2 separate regions of the Mus musculus genome follow, and region 1 is linked to region 2. A link is a contact called in public HiCAR-type data. All regions are on one chromosome and are shown on one strand. The core of a region is the stretch at or near the end of the contact, and the rest is flanking DNA. Distances in the headings are between cores, read along the strand shown.

The links. HiCAR-type assays count read pairs that join an accessible place to other places.
Region 1: a HiCAR-type map of fibro-adipogenic progenitors shows a contact between it and region 2, with 6 times the contacts expected there. The contact joins the enhancer-like site here to the promoter of 4933407I05Rik in region 2. A contact is called at or near these places in 7 of 484 Hi-C or Micro-C datasets (cerebellar granule neurons, embryonic stem cells and nephron progenitors), 1 of 115 datasets of contacts at active chromatin or transcription factors (fibro-adipogenic progenitors) and 1 of 9 other capture datasets (embryonic stem cells).

What each region holds. Positions count from the first base shown.
Region 1 is chr9:51,536,569-51,542,996 of GRCm38.p6, forward strand. No RefSeq gene overlaps it. Among named protein-coding and RNA genes, the nearest start is that of 1810046K07Rik, 210 kb to the left of the region's middle. Within about 2 kb of position 2,518, at least 11 of the 459 cell types and tissues checked have an H3K27ac peak or open chromatin away from gene starts, as enhancers often do. A contact at or near this core is called in fibro-adipogenic progenitors, where this site is marked.
Region 2 is chr9:51,911,636-51,917,824 of GRCm38.p6, forward strand. 4933407I05Rik (RIKEN cDNA 4933407I05 gene) reads left to right here and starts at 2,794. Exons shown (of 3, transcript NR_040731.1): 1 at 2,794-2,924. Gm6980 (a long non-coding RNA gene) reads right to left here. Exons shown (of 4, transcript XR_870743.2): 2 at 5,053-5,202; 3 at 4,276-4,313; 4 at 1,841-2,451.

The DNA of each region.
Region 1 (6,428 bases), core at 1,268-3,767, 380 kb before region 2:
TAAAAGAACTGCAGGGACAAAAATGTAGAAGAGACTGAGGGAAAAGTGGTCCAGTGACGGCCCAACTTGGGATCCATCTCAAGAGTAGGCTCCAAGGCCTGATGTTATTACTGATGCTCTGTGATATGCTTACAGATAGGAGCCTATCATGGCTGTCCTCTGAGAGGGCCAACAAGCAGCTGACTGAGACAGATGCAGGTATTTACACCCGACCATTGGACTGAAGTCAGGGACCCCTGTGGTTGACACGGAAATGCTGGAAGAATCTGAGGAGCAGGGTAAATCCATAGGAAGACCAGCAATCTCAACTAACTCTGAGATCTCTCAGACCCTGAGTCACCAACCAGGCACCATACACTAGCAGATCCAAGGCCCCAACACATACAGCAGAGGACCGCTTGGTCTGGCCTCAGTGAGAGAAGATGGTTCACCTAACCCGGGAGAGACTTGAGATGTCAGGAAGTGGGGAGGTCTTGTGTGAGGTGAGGGTGGAGACAGGAAGGAGGAGAAATGGGATGAGGAACTGTGGGAGGGTGGATCAGGAGGAGAATAACAACTGGACTGTAAAAATTAAACGTAATATTTTTTAAATTTTAAAAATTAAAATAAAGAATTTACACAAAAATTTATTCCACTACCTATTCTTTTTATGTTTAAAAAGTCCTTTTAGTTTCTAGCCTTAATTGCCTTTTAAAAAAATTCCCTTTGTGTTGTATTCTTCAAAACTTAACTACAGACTAATTTTTTAGAATGTTTCAACAGTCATTTTCCTTAATAATCATATTTATTTAAAAATTTTTGGTAATTGAGCTTTAAAGGTATCTTCCTTTCTACTCTATTTTTCTAAATGTACTTCATTTTCTCTCAGTGAAACTTAATTTTATCCACTTAATAAAGTAGATTGAGTACACGTGTTTAAATTTTATGCCATTGCAAGACACGTAATGTGAATTTAGCATCATGTGGAGGACAAATATTGTGAAGTGAGATTCCTGATGTGTTCTTTGGTTCTCATGAGGTTGAGGGGGCAGAGGCAGCTTGGACAGAGCAAGGCAAAGCTGGTTGTGTGAGGCAGAGCTGTATGGAGTCAGGAGCATCCTTTAGACTTGGTTCTTACACCACCAACTTTCATCATCTTTAGCAGGTCATTCCTCAGGTTTACTCAGTGGTGACAGAAAGTGGCTGGGATACATCACTCCAAAGCGATCTTTCTCAGGTTTGTGTTCTGTATAGACTATGAGTTCATGGCAGAGGAATAGTGGAAGAAAGCAGCATGTTTTGAGAAAGCCTTGTTAAAATGGTATAGCAAATTTTTTAAGTATTGTAATTTATAAGTATAAATATAAAACAATGTTTTCATGCTTTGCTATACCATTATATATTTACTATATAAATATGTATTATATATTTGCTATGCAATTATACATATTATTTTGTATATACTTATAAACATGTATATTTATAAATTATTTATATTATCTATAAACACTGTATTTTATATTTGTAATAATGTATACAGAAGAAATATTTTAGCATATTTCTTTGCTGTGTGTAAGCTTGCCTCCCTCTCTCAGCCTGCGAGCCCTATCAAGACCTCCTTGGCATCAAAATGGTCAGGTCAAAACAAATTAACACGTCGTAAAATGCAAAGGCTTTTATCAGTATAGAATTAGATTTGTGTCCCAGGCTCAGGTACTTTGCAGGTCACTTAGCAGCCTGTGTGGCTTTGGGATGAACTTTTTCAGTTTTCATTTCTTTATCCAAAAAAAGTAAATTACTGGTATGGAGTTTGAAACTGTTGTTATTTTTAAAAAGTAAAATGTAATTCAAGCCAGACAAAATTCCAGTTTGACGGTGGGTGGGATTGGGCATAAAGTCCCACCCTTGGCTAAGGAACAGCTGGGAACAGAGAGTTGCTGAGAGGGGATGAGCTAGTTTTCTTTAAGGGTGTGGCCCCTGGGAGGTCAACCACACTCCCAAGAGTATGTGTGCAGCACAAATTGGACACAATGAGATTACCAAAAATGAAGAGACAGAGTTGGGTTGTTATGGAAGGGGTGGATCTGGGAAGAGGGTGAGTATGATAAAAAATACACTGTATTAAATTACCAAAAAATTAATAAAAATATTTAAAATTCCTTTAAAAATGAAATGCTACAAGAGCCAATATATGCCTCATTAAATATCAGGGAAGAAGTAAAACTAAGAATGCATGCCTTTAAAAGAACTTCCTAAAGCAGAAAGAAAGTTGTGTTTCACAAAAACATCTTAAAAACATCACATGTTTTATGGGGTCGAAGGGATCATATATCTCGGGTAAACTATTGACCACATGGATCTTAAAGAGGTTAAGTGGGAAGGAAAAGCAGAGGCCAGACATTTAGAGTCTGAACCGACTCTGAATAACTCACCAGATTTACAAGGGGAGGGGATGTTAGTAAAAAGAGATCTTCATTCTCACTCCCTTGGATTCCCAGACTAGAGCCCCGATTCTGAGTCAGTGTGAAATGTAATTGCTCAATAGAGCCATGTATGATTCTGATGATGCAAAATCACCCTTGAACTCTGTGGCATCCTGACCCTGTCTCAAGAAGACTCATTTGTGCCTGGAAGCTGGTGAGCCAGTTGGATTAAAGACTTAAAGATGAAACACAGTGGCTCCAGCAACAAGTTTGGAACACTCTATGAACTTTTTGGGAAACAAGATCTCACAAAATTGGGCTGTCTGGTGGCTACATTCCTGAGGCAAAGCAAACAAAGAGTACTGAACTATGTATGTGGGAAATTAAAGGTAGTTTAGAACTAGCTGTATGATGATCATGATGATGATAGTGGCAGTGGTGATAATTTCTAGAGTATTGTAGGGAGAAAGAATGTGTTTGGGTTCTAGAATGTAATAGTCTCACTTCTACTTCCAATTTTGGTATATTCCTTTAACCTCGAGAGAGAAAATTCATGGGATGGCTGTTTCGCTTTGAGTTCACATTCTTTTGAGATAGTTAAAGGTTATCCAGTTTATACTAGAAGCTGGTACAGGTATTCAGGATATCAAGCAAGCAAGATAATACCAAATAGAGTCTAGTTTTATAGGAGTCAATAGCAGTGGATAAACCAACATGATGAATAATGGAATAAGATAAAATACAGAAGAAAGAGTTAGAGGTAAATCTTCCCTCAGGATTTGGGGTAGGGTGATAGTAGAAGTTGAGTTGAAATGCCAGCCTTAGTAAGTTTAGGGCTTAATGGAGATTCCACAGAAAGGAAAGGCTTCATTGTTTGTCTTCCTTTGTTTTCACTTGTTCAATTGAGGTAGAATCTAGCAACTTTTTCTTTAGAATCACAACTTCAGTGCAAGAAGGAAATTGAATCAATTATACTAGAAAACTAGTGGGCTCAAGTCCATCTCAAAATGTGCTATATCACTTAAAGTTAACAACCTGTACCCAAAAACTAAGGAGACAACATAGTCAAAGAGAGGAGGCCAGATTTAAATTATATGCTGAGAGAGAATAGCACATATGACCTTATCTAGGCCATGTGGAAGGATTCTGCCTGGGGTAGCAGGGAGAACAGATGATGTCTCTTTTCCTAGCTCTGATGGCACAGTCGATGGTGGTACTGATATGAAGAAACTGTATTCCATGCTAGACAAGTGTTCATTTTACATGCTACCTTAGAAAATCCCAGGCTTAGTGTGCAAGAGCCAGTCACAAGGAGCTGTAAGACCAGAGAGAGAGACAGACAAACAAACAGGTCTAGTATTGCACAAAGTGCATCTTACTATGGACTTTTGAGTAAAGGTGTATCCTAGGGAATAGGAAGAGAGGTAGATTTCTGGGGGAAACACTTCATATACTAAGCTGAGAAAATTGGCTATGAGTGAAATATTTGTCTTTCCTCAATAATTAGTGTCAGTTAAGAAGAGGCAAAGCATGGCAGCAGTGCCTGGTTCATCACATCACACAACTATCTTAATGACTTTGTATGACCAAGGTGGTTGTATTCACTCCAAGGTAGGTCCCTAATACATGTTTCTGTTTATACACTAAGAAGAGAGAATAATACAACTGATGTTTTCTATGTGGGCAAAAGCAGTTTTCTTTTAGGAGATAACATGGCATCTGGTTTTCACCATCCCAAGTGTAGAAGCTACTTAGCTATTCATAACCATAGGGCATTGCCAGTTTTTTCTGGGTGTAGCTAGAAATGTCCTAGCTTCTTATTCAGGAAGGTATAGCCATGTGGTTGAGTTCTAGCTTATAACTTCTGTCCCTACTCTTTCTAGTGCCAATAGAAACCCCTCTGAACCACAGGGATAAGATAAAAGAACCTCTAGTCACTTGCATTCCTGATGTATTATGGAGGGGAGCTTTTCACCAGCTCAGTATTGTTACACGGGTAAAACTAGGCACCAGCTGGGAACGGTTACAGGCATTACCCTCTCACATTATACTCTTCTGTGCATTTGTCACTTGAGTGCATATTTATTACCAGGTACTAATTATTTTCCTGGTATACTTTAGGTTCTGGTAATGTAATTTAGAGAAAAATATATAAACGTTTGACCTCCAGGAGGTTATACTTGAAAGAAAAGCAAAAATTTGGTGCTGCTTGACATATCTTGTAGTATTTAATAACATGAAAATAAAACTTTTATCTTTGAACTCTTTCTTATTATATACATTGAATGTAAAGCTCATGATCGAGTTAATGCTTACCCATTAGCTATTAATGTAACAGTGCAAATGGCTGTAGAAGATAGGAACCTAGCCTCGGATTTCTATCCATCTACACTGTTAGAAATTTGTGCCCAAATCATTTTGTTCCTAAGGATGATGTCAGTGGAAGACTGGAGGACCTGCTCCTTTCTGAGAGTGTTGTGGAAGAAATAGTTTCCTTGTGGGATGGCGTTAAGAAATCTCTTGTAGGAACTGATGGGTTGGAGAAGAGGAAGCTATTTCAATTATAATAAAAGATTCATCAAGTAAAAAGAGTAATGGATAGAGGAAAGTTGAAGGCTTGGGATTTATGAATAGAGTCAGTCATGCCCAAGACATCTCGAAGAACTAGATGTAGTTTCTCCCTGTGATACAACAATCTGTGGAGGGGTGTGTCTGGCTGCATTATAGTTCTTAGGAGCTTCACAGCATAAGCATGGCCTCTGGTAGACATTTGATCTGAAGACATCATATCACCCCTGTAGAAAAATAGGTAGGCCAAAGGTAAAAATTGGAGGGCCATTGCCACAAAACAACCCTCCTCTTGGGACCCTTAGGCCCCCATGGCAAATGTACTAAATTTGTAACATGGGCGGTCTTATATCTCATAAAAGCCAAAAAAAGAGCAAACGTCCACTGCCAATATGCCATCCTTAGCTATGGGTACATTAGACTACCCAAGGGGAGTTGGAAGATCAGGTTTTTACAGTTAGATTCTGAGGACAACACTCTTCCCTCAGTGTTTCTGAAAAGTGTCCATCGCCTTGGCTTACTTCCAGGTTTCTCTCTCAGCTTTGTGTTTTTGTGGTTGAGATGTGATCTCTTAACTTTCTAATACTGATGCCATGCCTGCCAAATGCTGCCGTGACTCCCTGCCAAGGCATGGATTCTTATCTATCTATAGCCATGAGCCAAATCAACTTTCTCTTCTGTAAGTCACTTTGGGTCATGACATTTTATCACAGCAACGGAAAAGTAACCAGTTTAGTTAGTCATTAAATAAGATCTGTAGTGGTTAGTTGTGTGTCAACTTGACACAAGTTAGAGTCATCAAAGAGGAAAGAGCCTCAGTTGAGGAAATGCCTTCATGAGATCCAGCTATAAAGTAGTTTCTCAATTAGTGAGCAGTGGAAGAGGGCTCAGCCCATGGTAGGTGGTGACATACCCGGACTTGTGGCCCTGGGTTCTACAAGAAAGCAGGTTGAGCAAAGCCATGTATAAAGCTAGTAATCACCCCCCCTCCCATGGCCTCTGCATTAGTTCCTGCCTCCAGGATCCTGCCCTGTTTGCTTTCCTGTCCCGACTTCCTTCAGAGATGAACGGCAGTGTAGAAGTGTAAGCCAAATATATCCTTTCCTCCACAGCTTGCTCATTTGTCATGGTGTTTTGTTGTAGTAATAGAAACCCTAACTAAGAGTGATCTGTGCAGGATAACTTTTCATAATTAATATAAAAACCTTAGTCCCACCTGTAAGATCTCTCCATCTTACCAAGCACATTGACTGATATCTGCACTCTTAGCCCTGTGGAGCTTGAGGTAGGAGGAACATGTTTGAGACCAACCTAGGCTGCATATCAAGACCCTGTGTAAAAGAGTAATTTCTCAGTTTTATTGTATGGTGGTCCCAGACTATCTTTCATCTTCACAGATCTTGCTTTCTCTGCAGTAGACACACTTTTCCCATAACTGATTTACAGTTTGTGCTCACC
Region 2 (6,189 bases), core at 1,544-4,043:
GAGTTATTCTAAAAATACAAAGATAGTCCATTGCACAAAAGCCAATCAATGCAATCAATAAACCGCATCAACAAATAAAGGGACAAAAATTAACCTCTACTGATGCAGTTCGGCATCTGACACAGTTCAGCATCCTTCCATGACTATAAGGAAGTCAGAAGGAACTGAAAGGAACCTCCCTAGGCTAGCAAAGGTTTGGTATTAAATAACACAATTAACGGGATATTGGTGATAGAGGCCCAGCAACTTGTTCCTCTCGGGTCAGGCAGGAGACAAGGTGCCTATTTCATCACTTGTAGTAAACATTATATTGAAAGTTTTAGGTAGAAGAATTAGGAAACAGATAGGGATGTAGCTCCGTGGTAGCGCTCTTGCCTGGCGTGTGCAAGCCTCTGCGGTTAAACCTCAGCACCGCAAGAACAAGAGGGAAAGAGTGAGGGTTGGAAAGAAAGGGGAGTAGGGAAGAAGAGAGACACAGAGAGAGACAGAGACAGAGACAGAGAGAGTTCAATTGTGTGCCTAAGACAATATGATCTTATACATAAAAATTAATGTAGCATTAAAACTGGCACTCATGAATGACAATCATAACTAATAAGTGAGCCCAGCATAGTTGAAGGATCCAGTATGGACTTTCACGGCCTTGCTGTAATGTGTTCTCTAGCAATGAACAAGCTGGGAAAGAAATAAAGAAAACAGCTCCAGGTATAACTGCTAGGAATTAGTCAAGGATATAAATAAAGGACCTATCTCAGGAACGTGAAGAACACTTTGACAGAAATTAAATAAGACAACAGTAAGTGGAAAGGCATCCCAGATTCATGGGTTGGAACATTTAATACTGTTAAGCGCCAGCAATAGCCAAAGCAATCTACAATGACAGAATCCCTCTCAAAATCACAACATTGCTTCTGTAATCATAGACAAAGCTCCTAAAGTTGACATGAATCTAAAGGGGCGCTAACAACCAAAATAATAGTAACAACAGCAACAATAATAAAGTTAAATCAAGCTTCCTAATTTCACATTTTACTGCAATAATCAAAATAGTATATCAGGAGCATAAAGACAGATATACAAAACAATGGGAAAGGTCTGAAAGCCATAAATAAACTCTGGTAGGTATGGGCACATGATTCCAACAAGAGTTCTATGACCATTCAATAAGAATTCAACACAGTGGGGCATGGTAGCACACACTTTTAATCCCAGCACTCAGGAGGCAGAGGCAGGCAGATCTCTGAGATCAAGGTCAGCCTGGTCTACAGAACAAGTTCCAGGACAGCCAGACCCATGTAGAGACCCTATCTCAAAAAAAAAAAAAAAAAAAAAAAAAAAAAAGATAAAACTTCTGTAATTACTTGGCTCATGTGTTGATGAAGAAAAATGTTTTTAAGAGGATACAGCAGCCTTTTCAATAATCTATATTAGAAACCCTGGAGCCCAAGTGCAGAAGAATGACATTGAGCTGGGCATGGTGGCACCTGCCTACAGTACAAGCACTTGGGAGGATTTATCAGAAGGGTCAAAGCCAGCTGGAGTCACATGGGAACAGCCTGTCTCAAACCAAGGACAAGAAACGGAGGAGGAAGAAGGAGAGGGAGAAGAAACAGTAGTAGCAGTTGTTTCTCTGCTTAATACTATTTATAAAAATTAACTCAAGCACATCAGAAACCTAAGAGTAACAACTAAAATTGTAAAACCATGAATAAAACAGGAGGCATTCTCATTATACTGTGTTGGCACTATTTCTTTAATGACTGTGACCCAGGCACTGGCAAAAAAAAAAAAAAAAAAAAAACACACAAATGAGGCTTCGTTGGTTTTTTTTTTTTTTAATTCATTCCAGAACATATCGAAAGATTCTACCAAAAGAACAAAAGCGGCAAATCAGAGAAGTGAGGAAATGTTTATAAAGCACATATCTAATGAGGGATTGGAGTCCAGAATACACGAGGAGCTCCTGTGACCTGACATCAAGCGGTAGCTTTATTAAAAATTGGCAGGGAACTTGAACAGACTTTCTCCAAGAGGAAATAAACAAGGGATCTGTGAAGACACACTGAGTGAACAAGACAGGCACACAGGAGGATAAATACTGTGTGCTTTCACTTACGTGAAGACACTAGTCACCATAGGCTCGTGGGGAAGGAAAATGGGCTGTCATTATCAGATAGGTAGAATTTCAATTCAAGTGATGGAAACCTTCTGCAGATAGATAAAAGTAATGGGTATAAAACACCCATAGCACTTAACACTTCTCTGAACTATATACTTGGAAATGGCAAAGGTGGTAAAACTAACAAGTTTATTGTGCCACAGTTTTTAAAGGAAGACGAAAGAAACTACATTACTTGAGTTTCATGAACATTTCTTCCACGGAGGTGATATGAATTGCATCCATCTTTGATTCAAACACCAAATCAAAGTATGACTCCATCCAAGTCCATCCTGGGGAAACAATGAGTTTATTGGGAGTTACTGACAAGGACATGGATGGTCTCAAACAGTCCACTAGACAGTTTTAACCCAACGTGGGTAATGGCTTCCCCATGGCCATACAGATGAAGCCTTCTTCTCCTAGTGTCCCCAGACTCCCCGCAAATCCTGAACTCATGTGCAATTTGGGATCAGCCTTTACATTTTTATCCTCAAGACAGCATTTCATATTATACCCTGTTTTATAACTAGACTTCTGTAATGTAATCTCTTAGTGCGAGAGCTCTCCAAGTAGTAACCTATGTGAGGTCATCTGCCTAGAGAACAGTGTGAACGCCCCACCCCCACCCCCACAATCTCTGAGGTCCATAGATCTCAGGTCTGCGTGAAATTGTCTCAGCTAGGCCTAAAGTCACCGGGCCGCCCGAGCCTCCCTCTCAAGGAGCCTGGATCTTAGCCTGAGAGATGAAGAAAGCCACTACGGGGTATTGATCCAGGAGGGGACATGAGGGAATTATGGTTTTCAAAAGCTCACTCAGGCTGAGGTGTGAAGAGCCTGGCTTGTACGAGTAAAAGCATGGAAATAGAGTGGCTAGTTAGGTAACCGCGGTGGCCACCATCCAGAAAGAGCTGACGACAGCGACTGATTTATCGGAACTTCTCTGGAAGCCTGTCTTAAAGTTCTATTTCTCTGAACCAGTAAGGGCTGATAATAATGGGTGGCCTCCAACCGTCAGATGGGAAGAGGGGAACGGCTTGTGTGCACGCAGCTGCACAAGCACAAACCAAGCTGACAGATCCCATTAACCTGAAGAGAAAAAAGCCAAGGGCAGGCAGGATAGAAGCAGAACTTAGCCCCTGGAAGGAAAACCCCACCTCTCTGACTCACTGACCCTCCCATTGGCTCAGGCATGCTGGGAGTGGGAGGGATTGCCTGTCCGGGATTCCGTGGGCTGTCTTAGCAAAAGTTCATTCCAACTTTCCTGATGTAGAGACAGTCTTCCAAATTGGAAAAGCCATCCTTGAACTATCTGGCTAGGATGTGAACTGTCAAGAAAGCATTGGGGAGCCCTGGAGGTGTCTAAAGGGGGGATCTCTGCCTTTTTAGGTTTGCTGACTTCTTTTTTAACAACATAGATAGCCCTGGGCTTTTTACTTTCAGGAATGGTGCATAGGGTTTTCATCTCGCAGGGACAGAGGGTGGCAGGGACATATTGGCGAAGTCTGCCAGCCTCCACATTAAGAGAGTAACTTTAGATAGGGCGGTCTAGCCATTCCTTGGTTTACCTTCTCTTCACAATATAGGAATAAGCAGGCTCTGTCTGCCAGCCCTAATTGATCCCGCTCCACCCTATTGCATGCAGAACGGAGGATATTAGCACCTGCCTCTTATCAACAAGGGGAGACTAAGTCCCCACCTTGCTGCTTACAAATGTATATGACATACTGCCTACAGGCTAACACCATTTGCAGAATATTTGAGAGCCTCCTAGTTTCCAGCAGTCACTAATGATAGGTGCTACAAGTGAAATGGTTAACAAATTGTGTGAATCACTTCTATAGGAACAACCCAGAATGAAACTTGTACCAGTGTCCTGTTTATACCATTCCTCCCTGCAGATGGAGCAACTACCTCATCTCCTATCCTCTGACCCAGTTTGTGGGGTTGTATTCTGACCTTCAGCTTCCCAGACACCAACAAAGTAATCTTGGATACATTCCGCTCACCACCACAGAGCCTTGGGCTCATGTGACCTGTGTTCCCTGCTGGGCCTGCTTTCTGAGTGCTAAGATTGACCTTATAGTCCCCTGAACCTCCTGTGCCCTGTTGCCTACCTGGACATTGCTTGAGTCAGATCCCAGATGCTTTCCACCTGAGCTTGAAAATAAAATACATGTTACACTTGAATATCACTCATGTACCAACATATTCATTGCATGAATATGAATATTCATATTCATGTACCAACAGTCCGTTCATATGGCTGCAATTTTCTCTTTCAATTTTCCTTCCCCCTTTCCCCTCCCTCCGCCTTGCCCTGGCCTCTCTCTCCAACTTAATTCTTCACCGCCATCTCCTAGAGCATCAGTTCTCAACCTGTGGGTCATGAGCCCTTGGGGGCAGGGGATGCTGAACAATCCTTTCACATGAGTTGCCAAAGGCAATCCTGGATATTATACATTTATATTACAATTCATAACAGCAGCAAAATTACAGTTATGAAATAGCAACAAAAGCAATTTTATGGCTGAGGCTCACCACAACATAAGAAACTGTATTTAAAAAAAAAAAAATCACAGCATTAGGAAGGTTGAAAACCACCGTCCTAAAGCAATAGACCTCAAATCCAGTTACACCTTAGAAACATATGGGGATATTACTGAAGTACAAATACTTTTACCCACTGTCCAGATGAATTGAGACTTGCTGCTTTTCAAGGTTTCCGACAGAGAGGCTCAAACACCAGGTCCCTAGAGTATAAATCCCAGCTGAGAGGGGCACAGGGTGATCAGGGGCTGCCAGGGATAGTGGGTGGGGACCAGGCATGGATCACAAGTATAGACAGGAACAGGCAGACCAAGAAAGCAGCCTAAGTGGAGGCCAGAGCTTACTCTCCTCACGTGGCTCTGCTCTGCTGCTGACTTGTTCTGGCAAAGTCGTTATAGAAATCCGAGTCTAAGGAGGTCACTGAATCTCCATCTTGGTAGTTGTCCTGGTCAGGTTTTTTATCGCCACGATGAAACACCATAACCAAAAGCAAGCTGAGGAGGAAAGGGTTTATTTGGCTTACACTTCCACATCATAGTTCACCATTGAAGGAAATCAGGACAGGAACTCAAGCAGGGCAAAACCCTGTAGACAGGTGCTGTGAAGAGGCTGTGGAGGGGTGCTGCTTACTAGCTTGCTCTCCATGGCTTGCTTAGTCTGCTTTCTTATAGAACTCAGGACTGGCAGCCCAGAGATGCTACCACCATAATGACCTGGGCACTTCCTCATCTATCACTAATTAAGAAAATGTCCTATAGGCTTGTCTACAACCTGATCTTATAAAGGCATTTTCTCATTTGAAATTCCCTTTTCTCAGGTGACTTTAGCTTGTGTCAAGTTGACATAAAGCTAGCCAACGCAGTAGTCCTGGTCAGGAAATGGTGCTGTCCTTGAGCGCTGAACCAAGATGCTTGTGGAGTAGAAAGCTCCAAAGGGCACCAACAAGAAGTAGTAATGGGGCTCCCTCAATCTCCCACACTTCCCAAAACCTTACCAGGATTCAGAGGTGCTAACTAGAAAACAACTACTTCTAAGATGGCACAGATGGCTTGGTGACACCATTCAGTAAGGACTGCAAGCATGGAATGACCTCATCAGACACATAGCTTCTTTCAGCTTTCTTCAGCTCAACAACAGGGGTCAGCTGCTTCTGTCCATTGGTTCAGCTGCTTCTGTCCATTGGTTGGGTGCAAATAACTGCATCTTACTCTTTCAGCTGCTTGTTGGGCCCCTCAGAGAGCAGTCATGAAAGATCACTTTTTGTGAGCATTCCATAGACTCAGTAATAGTGTCAGGACTTGGACCTCCCCTTGAGCTGGAGCCCACTTTGGGCCTGTTGCTGGACCTTCTTCTCCCCAGGCTCCTCTCCATTTCCAACCCTGTAATTCTTTCAAACATTTCTTACCAAACATGGCTGCACACTAAAATTGGAAAGATCAGAAGAGGAAGATAGACATAGACATAGACATAGACATAGACAT